Regions from separate parts of the Hordeum vulgare genome. Here region 2 is linked to region 1. Evidence: chromatin contacts called from public Hi-C data. All regions are on one chromosome and are shown on one strand. The core of a region is the stretch at or near the end of the contact, and the rest is flanking DNA. Distances in the headings are between cores, read along the strand shown.

Evidence for each region. A called contact is a pair of places that touch in the nucleus more often than the background predicts.
Region 2: a Hi-C map of seedling shows a contact between it and region 1, with 2.3 times the contacts expected there. The contact joins the promoter of LOC123452648 here to the promoter of LOC123398783 in region 1. A contact is called at or near these places in 2 of 6 Hi-C or Micro-C datasets (leaf and seedling).

What each region holds. Positions count from the first base shown.
Region 1 is chr5H:544,928,069-544,935,703 of MorexV3_pseudomolecules_assembly, reverse strand. It overlaps LOC123398783, which reads right to left and starts at 3,353. Exons shown (of 1, transcript XM_045093242.1): 1 at 1,873-3,353. The coding sequence starts at 3,191. The coding sequence ends at 2,040. LOC123398782 reads left to right here and starts at 3,404. Exons shown (of 2, transcript XM_045093241.1): 1 at 3,404-3,644; 2 at 5,446-6,644. The coding sequence starts at 3,608. The coding sequence ends at 6,239.
Region 2 is chr5H:545,064,061-545,071,695 of MorexV3_pseudomolecules_assembly, reverse strand. LOC123452648 (type I inositol polyphosphate 5-phosphatase 4-like) reads right to left here and starts at 3,671. Exons shown (of 13, transcript XM_045129347.1): 1 at 2,966-3,671; 2 at 2,766-2,859; 3 at 2,011-2,085; 4 at 1,668-1,755; 5 at 1,401-1,505; 6 at 795-1,295; 7 at 478-613; 8 at 158-351; 9 at 1-79. The coding sequence starts at 2,995.

The DNA of each region.
Region 1 (7,635 bases), core at 2,104-4,603:
ATGGTTCACCGATTTTCAGAGAAAAGTTCATCAATCTTAAAAGATATACGTTAAATTTTTTAAAAAGTTCATTGATATTTAGAAAAGTTCATAGAATTTACAAAAACTATTCGTTAACCGGCGCCTAGATGGGCAGGCCCATTTACGAACGCCACAGGCACCAGTTAACAAAAGTGTACATTAACTGACGCCAAACAGGAAATGCCAATAGATTGTCACTACAACAGAATGTTCTTGTGGGTTAAAACGACATCAGTTAGTGCGCCCCATTTTGAACATGTTAGTTTTTTATCATTTTGTTAAGTTTGTAAAATGATAAATTATAACTATACGTAATATACATATATAATTTTAAATGTGTATTCATTGGAGGAACTCCAGTCTTATGGTACATTATGTCCATATTTGTTTTTTCATACATATGTTTATATTTATTTAACAATGTATATTTATTTCTTAGAAAACACAGAAAACATTATTAAGAACACATGAACACTTTAAAACCAACTTAACATTTTTATAGCATGGACGCTTTTATATGCTATACCCATCCCAAGGGAAGAATATTTTATTGAAAACATGAAAAAACTCATATGATAATTCATTTAAATATCATTACATATAGAAATGCATTTAAGAGTTTTAATTAATATGAAAACACTTTAAAAATTAGATAAAAATTATAATTCATAATTTATATATTTCTGCATTTTATTAATTTAATAGGTGAACATTTTAGGAAAATGCTTATCATTGTCCGGCGGATCGCGACGGACGCATCCGTCACCTTTTTTTGCATGACATGCGTCAAAGTGAGGCCGCACACATCATCCTTTATTGGAAATGTTTACGCACATAGGCTATGCTTCTGAAATATATGCGATGTTGCAATGGTCTATGGCGGATCTATATTTTTCAACAAAATTTCTGTTGGAGATTATTTCTGCAACAAGTTCTTAGTTGGAAAAAATTGCAACCAATAGTTCCGCAACAAGGCGTGTATTGCAGAAAGAATTCTGCAATAAAACCTGTCTGGCCGCTCGATGCGGCAGAATTGACTGCTTGCGACCCGGTTGATCTTTTAAAAGCATTAGCCGGTGGACCCATAGCACGCCTCAACATTTTATGTAATTATATGAAAGTTTTAATAATGTATTTACTTTATTTATATGTATATTACTTGAAATCATAACTCAAATGTTTAATAAAATTTTGAAAAGGCTAACAGGTTGAAAATGGGCCACACTAACTAAAGTCTGTTTTAGGCCATGAGCACGTTCTGCTAAAAGACATAATGCATGACAATTCTATGCAAACCGTCGCGTTTACGCGAACAAACGTGCTTAGTACCGTATTTGCATACCCAAAATCAAGCTTTTCTACCAGTTCCATATATACGAAAGCCTCTAGCACTAAAGTGATCGTTTAGGCCAAGTTCTATAACCATCGATGTAATTGACTTAAATTTATATACATGTATACTCACTTTATGTATGCTCTTTTATATTATGGGACGGAAGGGCGGAAATTGCTTTTGGTGGCCGAGCTCCATGGTGGCCTTTAAATTTGAAATTCAAATTTCATGAAAATTCATATTTTTACATTTCAAAAAATTATGAAAAAAAATACAGGGATAAGTGAAGGCGTAACACACATGTGTGTAAATTTTCAGAAAAAAATACATTGAAATGAGGGCTGTGCAAAAAAGACAAATCTGAGGCTTTTTTACACATGACACTATTCATCATTTCAGGTCATGAATTTGTCTTTTTTGTGCAGATCGTATTTCAAGGTATTTCATCCTAAATTTTTGCACACATACGCATAACATCCTTCTTTACTTCCATATTTTTTTCAGATTTTTTTGAAACCAAAAAATTTGAATTTTGAATTATTTAAAAATTTCGGCCTCCATGGAGGCCGAGCTCCAAACGTCCGCACTCGACGGAAGGGGTATTACAGAACATACTATTTTGCTACTTTATTATGTATGATGAAAGGACATCACACATCTGGTAGAAAAGAAAAGTTGACTTTGCTCAGGCAAGTTGCTTGCCGACGCCCTGGATGCAGTGGGCTAGAAAGTTGACCTCGGCATCCGTGATCCGGCCGCATCTGCTTCCATCTGCGATATTGTACGCCTCCGTCCGCACGCCACATTTGTAAACCGTATCGGCTTTGACAGAGAGAAAGGTGGCCTGAGCTGACACGGAAATCGCGCGGTGCATGCCGATGAACACGGCGCGCCCGTTGAAGCCCTTGGCCCGGACCAGGGCCCCGGCTTCCAGATCCACCTTGTAGGCATCGTACTGCCTGTGAAACTCAACGTAGTGGTTGCGCCGCATCCTCCGGTGCACCAGCATCAGCTCCCCGCCGTTGTCCACCAGGTGGAGGCTCTCCGACATATGGACGAAGAAGAAGGCCTCCCTCCTGTCGGCGACCATCTGGAGCCGTGGCGGCTGCTCATCTGAGCCCATGTCCAGCACCATGACGCCCTTCCAGGTGGCGCAGTAGAAGCGGCCCGCAAAAGGCAGGGCCGAATCCATGTGCTCGTCGTACTCGACGACGGTCCAGCTCTCGTCGCCGGGCTTGGCGACGGCGATCACCCTGGGACGGCAGAAGCTGATCGCCACCGACACCGTGGACGCGTCTGCCGTTGCCGCCGCCACAAAAAGGCCAACGCCGGTCACATCAAGCTCCGTCTTGAAACCTAAGGCCCTATGTCGATGCTGCTCTGGTGTGAAGAGCGCGGTCGCCGGCGGGAGATCGGTGAGCTGGCGCGTGAGCGGGTTGAGCAGGCGGGCGGCCAGGGTGGGCTCGTGGAGCAGCAGCAGGAGGCCTTCCGGGGTGAGCGCGAGCAGCTTGTGCTGGGCAAACTCCAATATGTCCATATGGATGCGCTCGCCGGTGGATACGTTGAGGAAGCGATGGCGGCGAGGCCCGGCAACAGCCTTGTCGATCATTATCCACCGGCGGGGGAGGAAGCGATAGTTCAGGCCGCCGGCGCACGGGTCCGGCGAGCACCGGCGCCACGGCCGGCACACGGCCCGGAAGCGGACGTAGTCGGCCACGTCGTTGGCGAGGGCGAGCTCGGCGATCAGGCCGGCCGGCCCGTCCCCGAGGTCCGCCCAGTTTCGTGGGAGATCGCCAAGGGGCCGCGGCCGCTTTGCGCGGCGCATGGATGGGATCATGGTTCGGTTCGGTAGTCCAGCAATCGATGGACTGCCGCCGTTTATTGTCGCGGAAACGTAGCTTCGGGCTGGGTATGGGGTGGTTTAGAGTCGTGTTCGTATGCGATGTGGTTTCTGGTTTGGTCTACTTTTCTTCGTCCCAGGTCGATACTGTTAGGTTTGATCTCTGGGCTCAACGGTCCACCGGGCCTTGATCTATGCGTCTTGATCGGAGGCGCCCAACCCATTATGGTTGGTGGGCCTCTGTGACCCGCGTTATATAAATGACGGTGGAGGTGTCGGGCACGAACTACAAGATTCGTCGTCGTCACACCCCTACCGACATACCTATCCGATCTAGGTTAAGCACGGTGTTTACGGGAAGCTTCACCCACGCCTAACCTCCTTTCTCCATCACCGTCGTCGCCACCAGACCGATGAAGAACGGTGCGGGCTCATCCGGCTCCGGACAAGGTAATTACATGTGATCTACCGTGACCCATCTACCGTAGTCGATCCGTAGGATCTATCAATGGTATCTTGAGCCACTAGGTTAAGATGTGTTTCGGTGAAAGAAACCAAAGAGGAAAATTTCCCTCCCCACATGAACCCTAGATGGGCAAGCACCGAAGATGGTATTGGGCCTCGTCAGGAAAGAAGCGCCGCCGCAAGGCCGCGCCTGTTCCTCTCGATCCCCACACGCATCAGCAAGCCGAGGTGTGGGGAAATACCTACCTCCTCGGAGGCAAAGTTCGGATCAAAATCCAACACGAAATCGAAAAGAAGGAAATCGGATCGAATCCGAAAAAGAAAAGAAAAAAGAAAGGGAGAGAGGAACATGCAAAGAAAAACAAGGATTCCCACGGGGGCATAGGACTTCATCACCAAATCCCTCGACGGCGGCGCGTCCGCCGCAAGGCGGATGCGCCACAGGCGAGGGGGGTGGCAATAAAGATGCTTTCCGCCCCGGTCATGCCGTCACTCTCTCTCTTGAGACAAGAAAAGGAAAACGAAGGGGCCGCAGCGGACCGCTCGACGGCGGCGCACCCATCGCAAGGTGTGTGCGCAGCCGACGAGGGGAAGGCCACGACCCCGGCAAGCAGTAATAGGGGGCGGACTCAGGAGAAAGAAAGGCCTCGGCCACCACGTCACTCAAGGAACCGCCATGGGAAGGGGGTGGAGTGCAAAGCACGCGCGGCACGGGACCCATGGTCGCCACGGCCGGCGGCCACCTCCACCTCGCAACCGCCACGGCCAGAGGAGAGAGCGCGTGGGGCGAGATTCCGCAGGAGAGAAAGAGGCCGAGGCGAGCAGGCAAGAAGGGCGAGCGCGAGATGCGCGGCCGCTCTCGTTGCCGACACCGGCGACCGGAGCTGCGGCTCATCTCGCGAGCGGGGTGGGCGACGTGCTCGGTAGGCCAGGGCGACGGGGACGAGATATCCGAGAGGGAGAGCGGCGGGCTGGGGGGAAATGCCTTAGGGTTTCTCCCTCTAGCCGGGTTCACCCCTTTTGTTCATAGCGAGGAGCACGGGGGACCGTCGGATCCATCTGGACGGCTGGGATCCCCCCTTGTGCTAACCCTAGGCAGTGTCGGGCCAGTTGGGCCTGCCAGGCCATGGCTGAAGGCCGGCCCGCCTACAGTGAGCAGCGTCGTGCCGCGGCAGGTGGCCCCAGGCCGAACCGAGCGGGCCGGCGGGAGGAGGCGCCAGGCCGAAGCCGGCCCAAGGGAGAAAGAGGCCTCGGCCATTTTCCTTTATTTAAAGGATTTTCAGGTTCTGTCTTTAGGCATATTTAAAAAGTTTTTTCTAGGAAAAAAATTTCCTATGAAAACATGATTAGAAAATGTTCAAATTTCTGTCAATTATGACAGAATTGTTATTTTATTTTTCTGAAAAGAAAAGTAAAAAAGATTTCTGAGAATAAAATAGTTTTTCAGAGAAGGAAAAATAAGTGATCTTTATTAACTGAGTTATAAAGTTCACGAATTTTATTTTAAATAACAGAATTAATTTTCTGCAAAGTTAAAATGGCATATGATTTTTTATTTCACGCTTTCCGCTGCTATATGCAATATGGAATATGGTCATGCTATTATTCTGACCGACGTTGATTAATGACATGGTCATGTTGCATATTGCCAAAGGATGCTTTTATTTCTATCATTTGCCCAATGGTAATGTGGATTTATTTGCATGGACAATTGTATGATTATTTTAACCAACGTTATTTAATGCATATAATTGTCATACTGATTTCGTTCATTTGGTGATTGTAGGTGGTTTTCATCTGATGAGCTGCCTCAAGGATGTTCCCACGCTTAGAGGGAATAATTACTCTGAGTGGAGAAAGAAGGTTGATATGGCTTTGTGCATTACTGAGGTGGACTGGGTTCTGGAGGAACCACAACCAGTTGCACCAACAGAACCAGTCAGAGATGCTGACGAGGATGATGAAAGCTGGGAGAAAAAGCAATGGGATTGTGGCAAAGAGGACATGTCCTACTCTATACGTAATAGGTTATGGATAAATGCCAACAAGAAATGTTTGGCGTTTATTAAGAACACTATTGAGACCACTATCTTGGGCTCGGTAGCAGAGTGCCCTACCGCAAAGGAGATGCTCAACAAGATAAAGAGTCAGTTTAGTGGCTCTTCTAAGACCTATGCCACCCACTTGATCAAACAACTGGTGACAGAGAGCTATAATGGAGGTGGGCATGGCATAAGGGAGCACATCCTCAGGATGAGCAACACCGCAGCCAAGCTTAAGCCGATGGACGCGGACTTGGAGATTAAGCCAACTCTCCTCGTCCACCTGGTCATGGCTTCGTTGCCTAAGGAGTTCGAGACCTTTGTAGTCAACTACAACATGCAGCCCGAGACTTGGGATATTGAAAAGGTCATCGCAATGTGCTCACAAGAGGAGGAGAGGATTAAGGCTTCACATGGTGTCTCCCTTAACTATGTGAAGGAAAAGAAAAAGGTTTTCCCACCTAATCTGAATTCTCCCTCCAACCACAGAACAAGCTCCAAGGCAAGGCTCCCGTCTATTATCAGCCAAAGCCAATAACAGTAGACAAGGACACTTGTATGTACTACAAGAAAACCGGGCACTACAAGAAGGACTGTGCTGCCTGGCTAAAGGTCTTCATGGCAAAGAGAAGTAACTTTATTGTTTCCTTAGTAAATGAATCTCTGTATGTAAAGTTTTCAAAATCTACTTAGTGGATTCACTCAGGTGCAACTGTTCATGTTGCAAACTCTTTACAGGGTTTCAGTTCGACGAGGATCATGTGCCAAAACGAAAGAAGTATTGAAGTCGCGAATGGTGTCCAAGCAGAAGTTGAAGCTGTAGGTGACGTCTCCTTGGAGCTAACCGAAGGATTCACGCTTCTGCTTAGTGATGTTCTTTTTGTGCCTTCATGTAATAGGAACTTAATAAGTGTGTCGTGCTTAGACAAAGACAATTATCAATGTGTTTTTGGACATGGTAAATGTACCGTGTGATACAATAATGATTATGTAGGCAATGCCTTTCTTCATGATAAGCTTTATTTGTTATCAATTCATGATAAAGTGAATTATGCAAATAATGTGAATGTGCCAAGTTCTTCGTCGAACAACGAGCAAAAGAAAAGAAAGAGAACTCACAACTCCTCAAAACTATGGCACTGTCGATTGGGCCATATTTCCAGGGGGAGAATAGAAAGGTTAATCAAAAGCGAAATTCTTCCAAAATTGGAGTACTCTGACTTAGAGCAATGCGTAGATTGCATTAAAGGAAAATATGTAAAACAGATAAAGAAAGGTGCAAACCGAAGCACGGGAACACTGGAAATAATCCACACTGATATTTGTGGACCGTTTCCTATGAAAAGTGTGGATGGTTATGATTCATTCATAACATTCACAGACGATTACTCCCGCTTCGGTTACATTTATCCAATCAAAGAAAGAAATGAGGCATTGGATAAATTCAAGATATTCAAAGCTGAAGTTGAAAATCAGCTTGACAAAAAGATTAAGATTGTGAGGTCCAACCGTGGGGGGAGTACTACGGTCGACACACACCATATGGCCAAGTCCCTGGACCTTTTGCAAAGTTCTTGCAGGAGACTGGCATTGTCACCCAGTATTCAATGTCGGGCGAGCCTCAGCAAAATGGAGTAGCTGAAAGGCGCAACCGTACCCTCATGGATATGGTGCGCGACATGATGAGCTACTCCGACATGCCATTGGGATTGTGGATGGAAGCGCTTAAAACCGCCATTCACATTCTCAACAGAGTACCAAGCAAGTCGGTGCCCAAAACACCGCACGAGCTGTGGACAGGAAGAGTGGCATCCCTGCAACACTTCAGAGTGTGGGGATGTCCAGCTGAGGCCAAAATGTTTAATCCAAACATTGGAAAGTTAGATCCAAAGACAGTGAGTTGCCATTTCATTGGCTACCCTGATAGATCAAAA
Region 2 (7,635 bases), core at 2,422-4,921, 140 kb before region 1:
ATGTGTTTCAACCAGAACTTTTGCTGACGAGTATGGAAGAGAAATCCGGTAATTCAAATCACCAAGCCATAAGATGCGGCTGCAATTAGAATGAAAAATAAGTTAGCAATAATTTTTCTCTAGCTTCCACATTACTATGTTGCATAAGGAAACATACTCATGCTCAAGAATTGTTTCCGGTGACTTAACATCGCCACATCCACGGACACGAGGAAACCTTGTCTTCCTTAAGATCTCCATGACATCAGAATTTCTGCGCAATTCATCTCCCTCCTTTTCGCCAGAGGTCAAATGACAACAGACAAAACAGAAGGTTGTATGATGCAAAGACATGCTTATTGATATAGAACCCTGCAGTAAGTGAAAAGGAGTTTGAGCATTTATATATAGTATATAATAAGCTAATAACAATGAATCTTACAAGATTATTGAATTGAAATCAAATAAGTGCAACTTATACAATGTACATCATTTTACCTTATTTCCAAGATAACCCATTAATCCTCTACCCACGCAGGAAACTTTCAGGTTTCGAATATCATCTCTTATTTCACTGCGTACCCAAACTGTGAGAAATATACCAACCATCTGTTTGCTGGCAACCAAACAATACCTGGTACAACCACAATATTTGTGTTACTGCACAAACTTAATAAAAAACATCATCATGAAGTTAGGAGTACAACTACTGAGCACAAATATTTGTAGATCATTTTAATTATGTTCACAAAAGGAACTTAGAGAAACAAGTAAATGTGAAATTTAATGCAACATGCCAAAAGATAATATAATACCTAGAAGCATTTGGCTGCTCATCATCTTCTTCCATGGGTGCTGAAGTACCATAACCATATGGGAATGGTGAAAAATATGCTCCATTACTTATATCCTCGTCAATATATTCATCGCCTGGTGATCCAATACACTGGAAATTTCCATCAAAATCACTTGGTCTGCCTCCTATGTTAACTGGGTCACAAACACTAAACCTGCGGTCCAATCTTGGTTGTGAGAACATATCATTTCCTGAAACCCTTAAACTCCGACTAAGGTTCTGGAATGACCGACGGTGGAAAAATGATGAGCTATCCTGTCTTCTCAATGATCCCTCAAAATCAGCATCTAGTTCCACAACCGGATCAGGGACAGGGGATGGAGTGCGATAGCCACCATGACTGCTAGGCCCAGGGTTCTTGTTCAGTGTCCTCCTAATAAGCGATACCCACTTCTTTGCTGGAACATTGTCTTCGGTACCAAGAACATTTCCAGCATTCAAAGGAACAATTTCTTGAAATCTGCAAAAGGTTGAAAAGTATCGTTAGAGGACATAGCTCAAGAGCACAATATTTAATGTACAAAATTTACAATATGAAGGCCTCAGAGGTTTTGACAGTCCATACCCGAGCACATAGATATCAGCAGGAGGTGAAGAATGGAGCCAATCATCTAAATCTAACCCCCTTGATGGGCATTTACCACCAACATTCCAGGTCGAGGCAAAGATTCTGCACAGATAAGGAAGCAAAATAATGTTAAACCAGAATGCACCAGCAAAGTAAAATTGCGAAAACTAACTGTGGTAACTATGATCTGAATAATATGAACAGTATTGCATCGAATACCCTATTACTACAAGCAAAGAAATACAGACAGTGAACAGGCGGTACCTGTAATCTTGAGCTTCTGTGAGGCGTGACACATCGAACTCATTCCTTGATCTGCGTACGCGATCGACATTCCGCTTCAGCGACCGTTCTGCAGTAGGCCCATAAGGAACAACATAAACAGAGTAATGAACAATCAGATAAGTCGGGTTGCTCCAAAAAAAAAAAAAACAATCAGAGGAGTTGATTGTCTAAACTTATATCAGTTTGGCAAAGGAGGCATAGCAGGTAAAAAGAGAGCTCTGACCAAGCAGCAACAAGGAAAGAAAAGAGGTAGCTGCGATTTTGATGTCCGAAGAAAGAGAGAGGGGGAGAGGGAAGCGTGGTCCAAACGCTTTAACTGTACCGGTTCTGCTTTTCTTGGCAGCGCCTGCGTCCCTCTGCGAGCAGCTGGTCCTCGGTTCATCACCACCATCCCGTCCTGCGTCACTAACACAAATTTAGCCATAGACCAAAGAGAGACAGCAAAAATGCAAAGGAAAATGAAAGATTCTTCAGTAGTTCTTCATCTCTGGGATCAAAAGTAGAAACCTGACCGCGGTAAAAAGAAATGACATGAGAGGCATACAACAAAAATCCAGGCAGCCCCGGACAAAGAAAACATCTGCTGCGTGCGTCGCTTGGGAAAAAGGCGTGTTGATTGGGACGTTCTAAGTACTTGGACACCATTGATTTCGGACGAGGGAAGAACTGAGGCTTGGAGGAGGCCGCGTCCTATGTGAAGAAAACTAAACTCTGTTGGATGGGGACCCGACTGGTGGTAATGCGTCTCTGAATCAATGCTTGGAACATGGACCGGAAACGTCCGACGGAAGTGAGAAATCACAGGCACGAGCAAGATGATGATGATGGTGATGATGGGAATGTGAAACCGCATTCAACAAAGGGGAACCTCCCTAGACCACACGGCAGCGGATGAGCAACCAGCTCGACGGAAGCAACGCAATGCAAGAAAAGTATAGTACTCCTAGGTGCCTGGAGCTAGCCTGTACTGCACCCTTGATTAATTCTGCTAGAACTTTTAAATCCAAAAGGCTATCGCAATAAATCCTTGAATAGGAAAAATGAACCAAATCCTTGGGTGAAAGGGGGGATGTTTACCTTGCTGGGTGGCGGCGTCGTAATCCGCGTGGAAGTCCTGCGCCTTGCCCTTGATGTTGAACCACTTCCTGACGAGGGATTTGGACCAGGAGACCTGCGCGTTGAGAGACGAATCAGCCACCGAAACCGACCGACGGCGGCGAGAACATGAATCGCAGCTCGGGGCCCAGATTGGAGCGGGCAGGCAGGCACGCACGCACCTTGCTCTTCTTGTTGATCTCCTCCCTCATTGCTGTCTCATAGCAAGGCGGAGAGGGCGCTGAACCTGGAGCAGCAGGACCGAATTTATCCACGCCGGACTGACGCCGCCCCCGACTCTATCTTCCCCTCTCCTCTCCCCTCTGTGCTCTGCTATGGAAGGTGTGGCCGCGCAAGAAAAGCTCTCCAAATCTGGAAGGGGCCGATTTGCCTCTGGGTTCCACGGAATCCCGGACCCCGAACAGGGCAAGCCCCCCAAATCTCGGACCAAATCGAGCGCCGCCGCCGCCAATCTGGCCTGCCGCTGCCGGGGATGACGCGCGAATCCTGCTCAACCACGGCCAAGAACCGCCCACCCAGCGGAACCGAGGAAGCAATGCCGGTTGAACCGGCGACGGCGAGCTTGCTTGGGTTTGGGTATGCCCTGAACCGAATCACACTGGAGGGAGGCTCGTGGCCGGGGGCGTTACTGAAGTGAAGGCTAGTGGTGCTGGGAGTTGGGTCTAGAGTGGTGCTGCGGGCGAGGGCGAGGGCGAGGCTTGTATGTATGCGGCGAGGCGGGCGTACTGGTAGTGGTCGGTGTGCAACACACAAGCAGCCAGCAGAAAAGCCGAGGAAAAGAAAGAAAATGGCGTGTCCGGTTGCGGCGAGGGCGAGGGCGAGGGCCAGAGACTGCGGGCTTCCTGATCACCCTCGTCTGCTTTCGCTCGCTGGAGCCCTCCCTTTTATCCTCTCCCTCTCTCCTCCCCCTCTGCTCTGCGTTAGTGCTCCTGCTAATGCCGAGCTTATATAATCTACTGTGCTGCAATCGGGCTCGGGACTCGGGAGGAGGAAAAGGTGGGCATGCACGGCCAGCACGGGAGGGGGGGAAGGGAAGGAGATGGCAGCTGGGCGGTGCAACGTAGGCTAGCCGTGGGTGCGTGGGCATTGGTGACATGCCATATACCGCGGGTCATGTCTTTCCCAAAACGAAAACGGTGATTTCGTTTGATGCACAATTGCCGGATGGGGAGCGCGTCTGTACCCCACCGTCAGTGAGGCAGGCGGACGGGTGCGCGTCTGCACGTGCCAGTTTCCATTTCTCTGGCCGTGTCCTCTCCCGCTGGCGATGACGGGCGGGACCCACGTGGCGCACGGGCCCGGCACCAGAGTTTTTACTGCTCCGTGCTTCTCGCGCCGAGGGAGGGAACCGTTCTTCTCCCTCGCACACTTTCTCGCCGTGGACGCGCCGCGCACGTGCGCGTGCCGGTGCTTCCATTTTTTTTTTTGGCGCAACTTCTCGTGTAAAAACTAAAAACTCCTCGGTTTATTACATCCATCCATCGATCAACGCTGTTAAGAGCTAGGTTTCATCACCTCCTCCCAACACGATCGACGCACGGTCTGAACGGGCAAGTTTTACTGACCGGGTTTTTCTCTGGGTTTTCCTCACGACCCTCAAAGGTGAAAGGTACCGTCTCGTTGATTTCCTACTTACTTCTAGTAACGGGAGAACATTTTGCACCGTTGATTAGCAAGAGACGTACGGTGGCTTTCAAAGCAGGCTGTGACCAAACCTTGGACGCATGCGCACAAAAGGTTACCCCTGAACAATGCCTCGGTCGGACCTGGCACAGTGGCGCCGAGATGAGATCGGCAGGGTTGCGCTTGCGCACGATAAAAGGTACTAGAAGTACTACAGAATCAGCACACACTTCGTGGAAGCAGCTGTTTGAACTTTGCTTTTACTGAAGCAAGCGGGCGGGCGAGCGAGCTTGGTATTAGACGTCGGGCATGGTGTCCATGGATATGGACGGATAGCTGCTTTGCATGCATGCGACCCCGGCTTTATGGGTCTACGTGTTCGATAGCGTGCATGTCCCATGGTATCAACCTTTTCTCTACAAGAACAAAAAGCTTGGTATTTGCCCGTACGTTTGTATTCACAAAGGGGTTTTATTATTATTATTATTATTATTGCGGGCTATTCACAGAGGTACTTGCAAACCGGTGCGTGCATGCATGCGTCTACGCACACCCAGAAATGAAAGCCACGTATGGTTTCCTCTGCGCAAATATGCAAAGATTTCAGGGGTTGGGTTTACGTGGCGCACACTAGCTAAGCTGGCCGAAGAGAAAGGAACCCCGGCTCGTGGGCTCTGCTGGCTCCTGCCCTGCGGCCCCGGCCCTGAGCGTGGTGTTTTTCCTTGTCGCGTCGGTATGTGCGTGCGTGTACCCGCCGCTTCCGTTTGGTTTTCTCCCTCGATCGACGCCTCCGCCGGTGGTGCCACAGCCGCACAGGCCACACACGCGTGCGTCACACACCCTGACGCCGACAAGGCTGTTGCTATCCATACTACCATTCTTCTTCTGGCACGCACTTCCCTGGATGCATGGCGCGCGACCGTGTGCATACATGTTGCAGCGTCGTGTTCTCCGTCCTGACCGTCTATCATTCTCAGGTTGTATCGGTCTTTGGTCGATCGACGATGGGGGCTCCTCGCACGCAAACCACCGATGAATGGGTGCATGCGTGCGCGTGCGTACGTGTGCATTGCTTGCATGCCATGGCTGCATTGTCTTTCCAAAATGATTTCGTGACAACGACATCCTGCCTCATTTACGTGGCTGGCTGCTCCCGGATGAAAGAAAGAAAAAATGACCCAACCAGAACCAAAAGCAGCCTGTAGGGTTATCGTGTAAATTCTTGGTATAAAAAAATTAAGAATGTTTATATTTAATACAAATGTGCCTAGAAGATGAAGGGAATACGTAGTACAAAATTTCTTTATGCAGTGAGTACGCAGTAAAAAGATCTGAAATAAATTATCAATTCATAACGACGGATGGTTTCAGGTCTGAACGGGTTCGGGTTGGATCGATAAAGTCTCATGAGAGGTTTTTTCTCCGAAATTTCTTTGCCAGCCCGAAACATGAAAAGTCCCCATGATTCCTTCGAGTAACGGGAGAATAATCCGGCCAACCAAGAGTGCACTTGAACTGAACATGCTGCCACCGTTCATTTAATTTGTGAACGATATGGTAGCAAGAGACGTACAGTGACCTTTCCAAACTAGGCAGATCAAATCTCTCGGACACATGCACACGAAAAGCTAGATATTGGTAGTGAGATCGAGATCGACATATAGTATCGTATCGACGACTCGATCCAAACAATATCTTTGGTGGACTGGTCACGCTGGGGTTGATATCGACATGGCTAGACACAAAAAAGGGTGCGGGTCAGCATGCATTTTCGTGCCTGCAGTACTCTTTTTTTGATAGGATAGTATTTAAAATTTGCTTCTATTGAGGCAAAGCAAGTACTGTAGTAGCGGCCTTGGACTATGGGCACGGCGTCGATGGATCGCTCCTTTGCATGCATGCATGCAATGCAACCCGGGCTGAATTATGGGTCTACGTGTCCGGTAGAATCGATAGGTAGAATGCATGTGTGAGCGTGAGTTTGAGTACTCCCACGTCGAGCTTAGTCTTTTCACGTTTGTCTTCACGTAGCCTACATGCGAACCAGTGCATGCATGCACGGCCACCCAAAAAATTCGAAGCCACGCCATGCATATGGCGCCACAAAATTGGACTGAACCGTGCGAGTGCATGCATGCCTGATCGTGTAGAAATGCACGTGTGCGGTCACGCGATTACTGTTTCAGGGGCAGCCATCGGTTACTGCTACTTCCCCGTTAGTCGACACGTACAGCCTGAAGCGTACAGGCATGCGCCAAGCATGCAGATGAGATGACACCATGAAGACCACACGATCGAGTTGCACCAAAAATTTAGAGGTTTGTTGTTTTACCCGGCCAGGCGCCGCATGCAAGTGAACGGAGAAGCGTACGTACACGTGCATCTACAACTTTCCCGCTGTTTAATTCGGGTAGGTACGTGGTACAATACGTACGAGTGCATCCGCAATAGTGATCGGATAGATAGCTAGGAATGGAAAGCATGGATGATCGGTCGAGCAGCTTTGATTACACGATCAGTCTTTGGGGGGTAGGATCATACTAGGACACAGCTATAGCTAACTAGCCATGCATGCTCGAGGAGCAGCTAGCCTAGCCTGCGTACATATTAGTATCTCCCATTCCAGACCTATATATACATGCAAGGCACGTCCGTCCTGCCATCTACATATGATGTGTCGCGTCAGGCCGTCAGCATGGCTTTCACACCCATATCCGAAACGGCAATACCTACAGGTTTTTCCGAAGAGCAACCCCCCGAACGTACGATCTTTAATTATACGGACGGAAAAGGCAAAAAAAAAGTAACAAAGAAGACTAATATTGTTACTATTTGACATCGCCGTGTTGATAGTGTCATCCGATCAAATATCCCCTCAACATTCTGTACTTGCATCAATTGCGATGTCACGAACGTACCATTCTTAACTAGTGTGGAATTTTTGATAATTATTTCGCAGTCGCTAGTTTGAGAAAAAGGTGAAAATGTTAGCCACAACGTCAATGCCATCGAGCTAGCCAATTTTTTCTAACAGTGGCCGTCTCCGACTCATTGCCGCTGCCGCAGATGATGCATGTGTGACGCACCCGAACCCCTCGTTCCATATGCCGATATGATCACCGGGTAGCAGCAGTAATTAAGCTGGCTAGGTAACCCAGCAACATGGTAGATCATGTCGATCAGGAATGCACATAACCCACATGATGGA